Regions from separate parts of the Manis pentadactyla genome. Here region 1 is linked to region 2. Evidence: chromatin contacts called from public Hi-C data. All regions are on one chromosome and are shown on one strand. The core of a region is the stretch at or near the end of the contact, and the rest is flanking DNA. Distances in the headings are between cores, read along the strand shown. Region 1 holds the start of AKIP1 (A-kinase interacting protein 1). Region 2 holds the start of RPL27A (ribosomal protein L27a).

Region 1 (2,948 bases), core at 1-2,500, 170 kb after region 2:
CACTCAAGGGCTATTTTTAGCCCCTTCTGTGACAGATAAAATACTAGATGCACCTTAAACACAGTAAGTAAAACATATGGTTCCTGCCCTCAAGAAGTTCAGTCTAGGGAGGTTGGTACTACTGGCATCCTTGAGTATAGAAGAGAGGGAAGGTGAGGCTCAATAAAGTTCAGTAATTTGTCCAGAATCACACAGCAAAAAAATGGCACAGCTTTAATTCAAACTCAGTTCTCCAGCTGGGTATTCGAGACCGTGTACCTGATCACTATATTACAAGGGAGACACCTGAAAAACACTTATTGAAGAAAACGTTTTAGATTCCTACAATGAAAAATGTCCCAAGGATAATGAAGACTCGCTCAATTTCTTTCTGTGAGAGGAACGCAGGAAATGAGCAAAAGTGCAGACGGAAGTTTCAGGAGTATGCTAATGAACACCTGGTAGCTCATAACTGCTCATCAAGCCATCGCTTTATGTCCCTTAAAGTGGTCCCACCTGAGCATCCATGCTTTGCTGCGCGCAGGGTGGTACAGTGGAGTCGAAGACTAGCAATGCGACCTTGGGCAAAACCTCCTGTCAAAGAAGCCAGTGGAGTGGCGTGGAAGATAATGATGCACAATTCCTGTTTTACACGTAGTCCAGCTGCTCTTGGAAGGTGGGTTCAACCCTCCCAGAAAAGAAGCCTCCAAAAATGTGTGAATCCCTACTACCCACTGGAAGCGTGAAGCAGCTGCCATGAGGGTATTACGAGACCCTACATATTAACTAAGGCGCTCTTCTGGCTCTGTGGCTTCTGGCTGAGGGCCACACGTCCCACTGACCAGTCTCTGGCCAAACTCCCTTCTCCAAACACCACCTTAGCAGCCGCACAGTTTGGCCTATCATCTCCACAAACAAAAGAGGTTTGAGTAGTAACAATACAAAATATAAGCCAGGCGTAAAGCGGCGACTGAACGCAAGAGTCTTGTCCCCCCACAATGCCCTAGCCAAGCAGAAAACCACCTGACTTTACATTTACACCAGATTCATCAGGTTAAGCCGCGGATATGACCGCTAGGGGCCTGGCTAGACCCCATGGTTCCTCCGACAGCGCGGCGCAGCGACCTTCCGGTGCCCGGAGTGAAGCTCCGCGCTCCGCACGCCCGCAGGCCCCGCCCCGCCCCTGGGCTCCGGAGATTAGCAGCAGAGGCCGCAGACCGGACGCCGGAGGCGTGTCGGCTGCCGGCCGCACGCTCCGCCTCCCGGCCCTTCCGGCAGCTCCCCGCCTGCCCCGCCCGCCCCAATGGCCCGTTGCGCCGGCGCCAGGCTTTCCAGGCTCCGCCCCCTGCTCCGACAGAGCGCTGAGCGCATGGTCCTAGAGAAGCAGGCTAGGTGAGAACCCCCGACCAAGGGGTGGGGAGACGGAAATGGAAGTGGTCTTCGCGCCCAGGCTCGCCCTTAACTTGGCGCCAGCTGAAAATAGCGTTGGGGGCGGAGCCCAGGGCGGTGGTCGCGTGGGCGGTGGAGGTCCAGGCTCCGACCCGGAGCTGCAGCAGGGTGGTGGCGGCCCGCTGACCCACTCTTGTTTATGTGTCTGTGCCCGCACAGGGAGGCATGGAGAACTGTTTGGCGGCCGCGGCGCTGAACGGGGTGGACCGACGTTCCCTGCAGCGCTCGGCTAGGCTAGGTCAAGAAGTGCTGGAGCGGGCCAAGAGGAGGGCCGTGGACTGGCATTCGCTGGAGTTTCCCAAAGGCCGCGTGAGGGTCCTTTCCCGGAGGCGGCTCTACCAAGAAACACGGCAGGCAGCCGGCCCCCAGCATCTTCTCCCAGGAGAGGTGAGACCACCGCGCCGGGGAACCAGCCCACTCATTCATTCAGCGATGGCCTGAGCGCGCCACACAGAAGCACCTGAGAGATCCGGTCCTTGGCGAAAGCTGTGAAGTATCAGGACAGTGAACGGAAAAGCCCTTTGAACACTTTTGACATTTGACAGATTGTTACTGGGTAGCGTTAGGCTACCGCTAGTCCTTAGCCCTAGTTGGTTACTTTTTAAAAAAATTCTTAACATGCTGTCATCTGGTGTTAGAGGAAAGCCAGCAGCAGACCTTTGTTCTGCATAAATTTCGTGTCTGTATTCTTTTTAGATGTGGAATTTTTCTCAGTAAGATTCTTCTTACTGACTTAAATTTAGAGGCCTTTCAAAAGTAAAAAGCAAGCTATTCCCCAAATGCCTTCATTCTACAGCTGGGAGTACCAGATCTCACCTGTGGCTTGCCCTTTATTCAAATAGAGAGAAGAAAGACACCCAACCCTCAATGCTTCCTTCAGAACAATGGCTGAATTCATGGACTATACTTCAAGTCAGTGTGGGGTAAGTTGGTGTAAGCCAAAGCCATGCCCCGTGCCACCTGCTGATGGATCACAAAGTGGATTTTTGTGGAATTTAGGGAGAATCTGGAGATTACTTGTGGGCAGATTGTATCAGTCAAGGATTTAAACCAGGTGATAAATCCAAGTTAGAATTCATGCAACGAACATTTATTGAATGCCTCACTCTAGGTGTTACTGAGGACACAGCAGTAAACAAGCCAACAAAAGTCTCTGCCCTCACTATTGTTTTCAGACTAGTGGAGGGGAAGAAAAACTTATTTGCTATATAATTCCAAGATAATAGAGTCCAACTACTAGGTATGTTTTTTTTTTTAAACTTTGAACCAAATTTTTTTTAAAGTCAGTAGGGTCACCGTAAACTGGAACTGAGCCACTCTGGTTTTCAAAGTGTATTGAAACAAAATTCCTACAGTAGACCTTAACCTCTGTTTCAAGTCCCTGGTTAATGTAGTTTTTAAGTTTGTCCCTATGAACCCATATCACTTGTTGGCCACAAAGGTGGTTATATGAAACATGCAGTGCCCTCATCTGAGGTGATGTGGCTTAATGGCAGGAGCATCCTCCCTGGAATCAGACC
Region 2 (2,731 bases), core at 16-2,515:
CCTCAATTCTCTCATTCATAAAATTCTCTCATTCTCTCTCTGGTAGTGCTGGCCTCTCAGGCAGATGTATTTTGTAAACAATGTGTATCTGGCTGTCACCACTGTGGGCTGAAGTGTTCTGGGAGGAAGCAGAAATGAGCCTTTAAGGTGGAGGAAGATTTGGGGTATCTCATCAGGGAATCATGAGAAATGGCACCAGCATGGGAAAAAAAGCAGAAGGCATGTACAGGTTGGCTGCAGTAGGAAGTTTGTGTAGTGGAGAAGCTGAAGTTAGTTTGGAAAGGCAGGTGGGCTGTATTCCGCTGGTAATATGAAGCTACTGAACTTTTTGATGAAGTAAGTGAAAGGATGAAAGTCATGTTTTAGGAAGATTAACCTGGCAGAGATGTGAAGGATGGAGGGATTGAAGGAGGGCTAGGATCCAGGCAGGGTGATCTCAGGGGGTTGTCTGCAGATAAGATACAATGAGGGCCTTAATAAAGGCAGTGTCACTAAGGCTTAAAAAGAGGAAGCAGATTTGAGAGATACAGAACAAAAGGATATGGTGGCAGTGTATTAGAGGAAAAGAAGTGTTGGGGAGAATTTTCAGGCCCCGCTGACACTATCTAGGTGGACAGTGATGCCACTCACCAAGATATAGAATAAAGGAGAAGGCACCAGGGAGCAGGAAAGACCAAAGTCTTTGAATACGTTTCTCTAGTTTGTCTGTACAATGTCCAAGGAATACTAACCGGAAATCAAATGAATATACAAACGTGGAACTCAACAATAGAGATGTGAACTGAAGCAATTGAAGATGAATTCACCTAAGAATATTGTGTACTGTGAAAAGTTGAGAGGGGCAAGGACAGGAGGCTGAAGAATATCAACATTTAAATGGTGAGCAAAGTTAGAAGAACCTGAAAAGACGACTAAGAAGTAGTCAGAGAGGTAGAAGGAAGACAAGGGTTTCTCTAGAAAGTAAGTCAATGGGATAAAGTACAGCAGAGAGAACAAGCAGTATGTGGAATGAGAAGAGTTCATTCAGTTTGGTATTTGGTGTATTGTTGACGGGTAAAAGCAATTTCACAGAAGTTGTAGGGCTGAGAGCTAGATTACAGTGGATTAAACAGTTATCAGGATTTGAAGACTACTCTTTGGGGGAGCTTGGCTGTAAAGGAAAGAGCAAGGGTAATAGCTAAAGACAGGGAGAACTGAAGATATTTTAGCTAAAATATATTTTAGTTTTAAGGGAACGAAGCAGAGAAAATACCACACACCGCGTAATGGAAAGAATGGGATTTTTGAACATTGGTGGAGACTTAAACCGGGAAGAAAGTCTCTTCCACTGGATGAAGAAAGGGAGGTGAGAGCAGGTGCATTCAGTCACTGAATAATTTGTTGAATATGTACTACATGCCAGGAACTGGGAGTGCACGGATGAAAGAAAATAACCCTTGAGTCGTTAAAGAATTTGAGTCCTTAAAGGACTTCAAGGGAGCAGAGCGAGACACCGGGTGGTCACACAGGGGACCAGGGTGCCTCGCGGCTCCTCACTGAGACCGGGGGACAAGCAAGCTACCGCTACCGCCACCGCCGGGTCCGAGCAGGCCACTAAAACTGAGCGAGGAGCGTGGACCGCTCAGGGCTGGGGCGTTTGGTGAGGAGCTGACACACGGTGGCGTAAGAGGTTCCAGAGCCAAGGCGTTATCACAGCGTCTCCAAGCCCCGGATACCGCGACAACGCTCAGCCTCCGAGCCTGAACGTACAAGCTGCACAGAGAAGCGCCACAAGCCGCCAGGGCCACCCGCACTTCCATATAAAAGCGAGGACGACCCACAAGAAAAGGAAGAAGAAAGACCCCTCAGCGGCGTGAGACGCAAGACACCGCACCCAGACGCGGCCTCCCTGGCCGGAAGTGAGGAGCATTGGCTCCGCCCCCCGAGTTTGGTACCTCGCGAGACTTTGTCTAGGCTTCCTTCTTTCGTTTCGGCCGCCGACATGGTAGGTGATTCTTTTCGTTTCTCCCCAGGGTTGCTTGTTCAAGCTGCGCGAGTTCTGCTTGCGTTGCACCCCAACCCTTTACCCGACCTTAGCCCGGCATTCCAGACCGCGCATGGGTGGCCTCAGGGCAGGCGTCTGGCTTGGGCGCGGGAGCCTGGGGCCGCGTGTTCGGCTCGGGGTTCGGGTCCCTTGAGACATGCGGTGTCGAGGCGCTCGGGCGCCGCCCTGACGAGGCCTCACGGCTCCGAACCAGTTTGTAACCTCAGCTTTACTGATTGCGCCAGGAGACAGACACTTGATCCTTAGACCTCCAGGCCCCTCGCAGACTGACAGGCATCTCTCCACGCCCAGCCAGCCTTGGGCCTTATAACCAAGCACCTTTTTCCACACAGCCGTCTAGACTGAGGAAGACCCGTAAACTTCGGGGCCACGTGAGCCACGGTCACGGCCGAATCGGTAAGTGCTGCCTTCCCTAACTGGTTGGTTTCGGGCTCTCCTTGCTCGCTGCTTACCTAGCCAGGAGGTAGGTGGGTTTGAAGTGGGTTAGTAAGAGCCTTATGCAGTCTAGTCGGATTGAATTTGACCGTTGGATACTGACTATTCGAGGATCCAGTTTTAGAGAATCTCAATCATTTGGGGATGAAAATTGAGCGGGGCACAGTATCGAATTGATTGAAGACGTGGTGTACTGCCCTAGTTCTGGGATGTCAAACACTGCAGAGATGTTTGGCCATAGTCTTAGTGATT

What was found. A called contact is a pair of places that touch in the nucleus more often than the background predicts.
Region 1: a contact with region 2 is called in a Hi-C map of skin fibroblasts, with 2.8 times the contacts expected there. The contact joins the promoter of AKIP1 here to the promoter of RPL27A in region 2. A contact is called at or near these places in 2 of 3 Hi-C or Micro-C datasets (fibroblasts and skin fibroblasts).

Annotation. Positions count from the first base shown.
Region 1 is chr9:49,064,024-49,066,971 of mManPen7.hap1, forward strand. It overlaps AKIP1 (A-kinase interacting protein 1), which reads left to right and starts at 1,251. Exons shown (of 6, transcript XM_036930976.2): 1 at 1,251-1,371; 2 at 1,588-1,815; 3 at 2,271-2,351. The coding sequence starts at 1,594. DENND2B (DENN domain containing 2B) reads right to left here and starts at 595. Exons shown (of 22, transcript XM_036930968.2): 1 at 438-595.
Region 2 is chr9:48,891,300-48,894,030 of mManPen7.hap1, forward strand. It overlaps RPL27A (ribosomal protein L27a), which reads left to right and starts at 1,266. Exons shown (of 7, transcript XM_057508206.1): 1 at 1,266-1,345; 2 at 1,696-1,898; 3 at 2,090-2,236; 4 at 2,285-2,440. The coding sequence starts at 1,266.